2 separate regions of the Bicyclus anynana genome follow, and region 2 is linked to region 1. The links are chromatin contacts, called in public Hi-C maps. All regions are on one chromosome and are shown on one strand. The core of a region is the stretch at or near the end of the contact, and the rest is flanking DNA. Distances in the headings are between cores, read along the strand shown.

What was found. Hi-C and Micro-C count contacts between places; a contact is called where the count stands out from the background.
Region 2: a contact with region 1 is called in a Hi-C map of whole body, with 2.3 times the contacts expected there. The contact joins the promoter of LOC112046916 here to the enhancer-like site in region 1. A contact is called at or near these places in 2 of 2 Hi-C or Micro-C datasets (whole body and whole larva).

What each region holds. Positions count from the first base shown.
Region 1 is chr21:5,895,883-5,898,815 of ilBicAnyn1.1, forward strand. The region is part of intron 2 of LOC112046916 (steroid hormone receptor ERR2); the gene reads right to left. Among protein-coding and RNA genes, the nearest start is that of LOC112046917, 36 kb to the left of the region's middle. Within about 2 kb of position 1,474, at least 8 of the 8 cell types and tissues checked have open chromatin away from gene starts, as enhancers often do.
Region 2 is chr21:5,932,010-5,934,942 of ilBicAnyn1.1, forward strand. LOC112046916 (steroid hormone receptor ERR2) reads right to left here and starts at 1,481. Exons shown (of 9, transcript XM_052888074.1): 1 at 1,103-1,481. It overlaps LOC112056836 (transmembrane emp24 domain-containing protein bai), which reads left to right and starts at 1,882. Exons shown (of 5, transcript XM_024097327.2): 1 at 1,882-2,209. The coding sequence starts at 2,033.

The sequences.
Region 1 (2,933 bases), core at 224-2,723:
AAAATGCAGCTTTCTCGGTTTATTTGCATTTCCAAAAGTACCTATAATGTAACAGGACTACCATATCAACTTAAATCCGTAGCACGTTACACAAAGCATACCTACTTACATAGTTATAACAAAAACACAATATTTGTGAATTGTATAAATTATGCAGATATAAAAAAAGAGCGAGCGATAGGAGACATTGCGATAATACTTCGGATAGCGAAAATAAAATTATCTATTTATGACAAAGTTTCAAGGATGCGGTGGGTTCAACGCACTTTTGACATTGTCGGCTTTCCGATAAAAAATATGTCGTGACGCAACCGGCGTGACTTTTTAAACAAACCGAGCGCTTATCGCGCAAGACCTATATATTATAATACACTATTTCATAATGATAATACCATTATGCGCAAATGTGATTTATCGAATGTACTCTTATATGCTTTTAACACATTACGTGTTATTAGCACATTTTTAACTGGGTCCAACGCAAAATGCTTACGATTATATCACCCCGAAAGGCACGGGTCGGTTATTAGGTAGGATAGCAATAGGTTATGTGTTTTTCTTTATAATATATGAGAAACTATATTGTACCTACCTAACCAATTTAGTAAAATTTTATGTGATAATTAATTTTATTTCAATGTAATTCTCGTGACAACTCATGTTAATACCTGTTATAGGAAGACTAATAAAAATATGAAATCTTCGAAAAAATACGACCTAAATCATTTTGCGTGTGTAACTATGTGTAGAGAAGAAAAATTCTAAGCGAATTTTCACTGTATATAGTAGGCACAAGATAAAAGTTTGTTTTTTATAACAAAAATTAATCATGAAGGAAAGTCCGAAATCAAGCCTCAACATCAATTCATCATCAAAAATGTTTATTTATTTACACAAAACGTATTAAGATCAACTAGATTCCATCGACAATGTTAAGATGTTCAGTATAGACTAACCGTAGTACCAGACCAGAGTACCCACTTCCTTCCGAATTGATTATAATGATGTTGTTACACTTACCTTAGCTTACACTAGGTAAGTTTTACATTAAATAGATTTAAAATATAAAATGAAACTTATTCTAATATAGGTTACAATTTTTGCAATTGTTTTTGGACAATTTAAATACTTTAAGCATTGAATTACTAGTACATAATAATTCAATGATTTTAAGGGACATTGATGTAATAATTTATGGAAATTATTGTGCAAGGTCGTTCGCTCACAGGTTATACGTACATAATATAATATAACATATGAAATGTAATAGATGTGTAGAAAAAATGTTGATCCTAAGTGCAACAGCAAAATATCCTCCGATTTAGTTACATAATTTTTGGGATTCACACTCAATGGGAGCAATTTTAAAGACTTATTCCCTTCAAAAGTAAATGAAATCGTAAATCCCGATTAATCGTTATCGGAATCGTTGCCGCACTAGACGCCGAGCCTATCTCAACAGCACGGCGGTTGTCGGCACGAGGCGGCCCCGGCGCCGCGTTTGCCCAAATTGCCATTTATCTACGAACTGCTAAGCTCGGAAGGTGAGTCCACGGGCGCGCGGTCGATGAACCACTCCGCTTGTTATTATGAATATCTATTTTGCGCCACAACACACCGAAATTCTCATGCGATTTATATCGATTTCAAGGTCTCCGTTCTACAGATTTTTTGTTCGCCATCCAAATAAAATTACTGAACATAATAAAAGTAAAAGTGGCGTGGCCCGAGTCGGTGTAAAATTACGAAACGGATACAACATATTTGTTAACCTAGGTCTTAGAAGTAACCATATTGTTAACACATCGTTGAGTTCTTGTTATAGAGATATAGAATGTCTACCTAATTGCATATTGCAGCTAATGACTTCATGGAGCTAACATTATATATTTTGAGCGAGAATATGCTTTTTTGCTAAATTTTGCGTAAAAATAACTTTTATTTGGTGTATTAGTATATTTAACAAAGTTAAAATAAAAAAATAATTGTTCTATAAAACTCCTGGCGGTCACGAATTTACCAGAAATTCTTTTCAATGCCAACGCCAATATCTTCGGATAGGTTAGGGTTACCGCATCTTCATATTACATAACTACTAGTGTATCCGATTAAGCTTCGCTTTGACTTATGTGCACTTCTTCTCTACCCCTACCCTACACCTATCCTACCCCTACCCAGTTAAAGCCGCATAACATAAACTAAATAATAGTGGTTTATGTCCTATCACCTCCCCTATAAGGAGGGAGGCCTGACCCTACATACATTGAAAGAGAGAATAGAGCGTCTTTTGTCAGATTTATAGATAAGTCGGTTAATTGTAGATTTCCTTTAAACCAACCACAGACCGTCAAATATACAACGCTGCCTGCAAACTTGACTATCTGTGGCCGGCGTTATAATATTGTATTGAAATACACCACTGTGTAAACAGATTCGTCATGGTATTATAATAATAATCAAATACATGACGCACAAGACTTTTACCTCTGCGTCCGCTCTTCATAGACGTATACTTTTATTTCACTTTGTAAATATTTAAAAAAAAGATTTTTAAACCGATTCCACAAGGAACTAAACAAAGTATTCATTTCGGACAAACACATCCCATGATCATCATCGCATCATCAACTGGGGGGTCGACCCCCCACGAGGTGGAATGTTGGTCGACCAATACTTCGCTTTCCTTTGCGTGGTCACCATTCCACCGTGAATCCTCAACGTTCTTTCGTTTTCTTGAAAAAAACCCCAACATTTTAAGTTGTTCTGTTATTCGGGACATTGATGAATAAAATAGGGATGATGACAGTTTTTTAAATTGTATATAAATTAAGAGTATACTAATAGCAAAGCAATTTTGTAAAAGTAACAGGGTATCTGCGATCATTACTTTCGGAGCTACAGGGATTTAAAGGGTCAGTTTTGCGGCGGTGCCG
Region 2 (2,933 bases), core at 231-2,730, 36 kb after region 1:
GCCCTCAACACGGTACAAATTGTACAAAATATTTTTTTTTTATTCTTTACAAGTTAGCCCTTGACTACAATCTCACTTAATGGTAAGTGATGATGCAATCTAAGATGGAAGCAGGCTAACTTGTTAGAAGGAGGATAAAAACCCACACCACTTTTGGTTTGTACTTGACATCATACCAGAACGCTAATATGCTATGCTTGGTACATCTTCATTAATCCTCATTATTAGTATAATGAAAATGCATAAAATTTGGAAAGACAGGAACATCTCCTTAAACACAAAAATTCGTCTTGTCCGGTCTCTAATCTTTCCAATATTCACATATGCAGCTGAGACATGGACTATCAAATCAGCTGATCGGCATCGCATAGATGCCTTTGAGATGTGGTGCTGGCGAAGAATGCTCCGTATTCCGTGGACAGCGCATAGGACCAATGTATCGGTGTTGAAACAACTCAACATCTCGAAAAGACTTTCCACCGCCTGTCTTCAGAGGATCCTTGAGTACTTCGGTCACATTGCCAGGAGAGAAGGAGATAACCTAGAGAAACTTGTTATCACTGGCAAAGTGGAAGGAAAGAGACCTCGGGGACGTAGCCCGATGCGTTGGTCAGATCAAATCCGCACCACTCTCGATACAAAAGTACACGATGCTCTACAAGTCGCGAAAAGCCGAGCCGCATGGCGTGACATCGTGCGGAAAAAAGTTATGAATGTGTGATAGGGGTCACGACCCTCAGTAATGAGGAACACGACGCGGAGAGAGAGATTAGTATAATGTTTAAGAGCCTACTACAGTGCCAAACCTCCTTAGTATCTCCATAGGAGAGGGGATATTGAGCTTAGACCTACCTCACTAGTCTAATGTGTTTTGGGTTACTGCTTTATATAGACCCATATTGATGCATGCTCAAAATGTGGGTCATAAGCATGTAGGTTAGAAGATAATAAATGCGCGTAACACTGTTTACAAGAAACATTGCGTTGAATTATTATAATGCTAGTAAATTCTTAGATAGTAAACCTACAGTACTTATTCAGGGTTATTTAACTTATTATGTAAACATAAACATTTCAATAAGACATTGATAATACCACTTACTGTAACAATCCTTGGCAGTTTTATGTTGATAACATTGAAAACTACACAAATATTCTTAATTGCTGAAGTAATTTAGCGGAAAACCTATTTTATCATCTGTCAAATTAACTTCGAAGATACGAAAATGTTGTGTAAATTAAATACATTTCATTATTTTCAAACTTATACAGTGTTTAAAGACAAATCTTATGACAAACATGCAAAAGTATGAATTTATTTAAAAATGTAATAGAATAAGAAATTATTGCGTACATAAAAAATTGGTTGGAAAAGTTGTTTTTCATAACAAACAAGGTTAGAAAATTGACGTTTGTTCTTTTTTTACTGTATCAGGTTTTTTGAGTTTTGATTCCAGCTTTTCTGATTGCTTAGTGTTTTTAGCGTTACAAATGAGAAAAAAATAGAACAAAGAGTTATTTACTTGAAGTCTCTTTATTAATTCACAGGCCATAATGTATAATTCTAATATTCAAGATTCAGACACACAAGTCAATGGTTATCAAAGATAGTGGGTAACACAGATCACTATAGACTAGGTGGGTAATTATAAGGTAAAGGAGTTAGAAGGACAGGACATAAACGTGAAGTCACGCATCGCAGAATCTTTCATACCCAACACAGATCACTATAGACTAGATACCCAGTCTCAGACGAATTGTTCTCTTTACTTTTGGGGAATTTTACTTCGATTTCTGGGGAATTAAGAAAGTGGGTATTGGCAGCTCTGAACAAACATAATAAGTGTTAATGGCAAGGGCAACATTACATTTGTCTATTATTTTTCTTTGCGACAACCATAGCGACAACGTTTCTCTTTTTTTGGGCCAACTCATCGGTCTTTTTGACACTGAATTATGTTTGTTTTCACATTTTAAAAGTTATGAATTGTGAATTAACTACTGGATAATAATAGAAAATACAATTTCTGACATGGAGGTGCACTATCTCGTATTGTTTTTGAGCGTTTTATGGCACGGCTGCGACTGTCTAACGTGGAGCCTAGTGCCGAATACCCAAAAGTGTCTGAAAGAAGAATTGCACGCTAACGTGCTCGTCGCTGGAGAATATGCGGTAACAGAAGTCGGCGGTCAAAGAGTTGACTATATTGTAAGTTATCCTTTGTGTTTATTAAACATACGGTCGGTCAAATCACAAATTGTAGGTTGCTCTTAATTCGTCGGTAATCATTCATTGTTGGCCGAAACTCTGGTGTAATATAGCATAAAAATATAAGTTGACCGATTTTCATTTTCATTCCAAGAATATACAACAGACAGAACTCTCTAAACAGATCATACACATAGTATTTTGTATAGATACAATACACATATCTACAATATGTTTTTTATGAACACAATATTACAGTTCGTTTTATGTAGGATGGTGCGGGTGACAGTTCGTTTCACTCTTGAAATTTTGCCCAGATTCACGATAATAGTATGTATTATGAACGTCATACATGCGTCTGTCACCTTACCCATGCTATCTGAAAACATTTTACATTCAAGTTATTTATTATAAAGATGATCTACCATCGTCGTCATCAACCCATATTCGGCTCACTGCTGAGCTCGAGTCTCCTCTCAGAATGAGAGGGGTTAGGCCAATAGTCCACCACGCTGGCCAATGCGGATGCTTCACACACGCAGAGAATCAAGATAATTATCTGGAATGCAGGTTTCCTCACGATGTTTTCCTTCACCGATTGAGACACGTGATATTTAATTTCTTAAAATGCACACAACTGAAAAGTTAGAGGTGCATGCCCCGGATCGGATTCGAACCCACACCCTCCGGAATCGGAGGCAGAGGTCATATCCACTGGGCTATC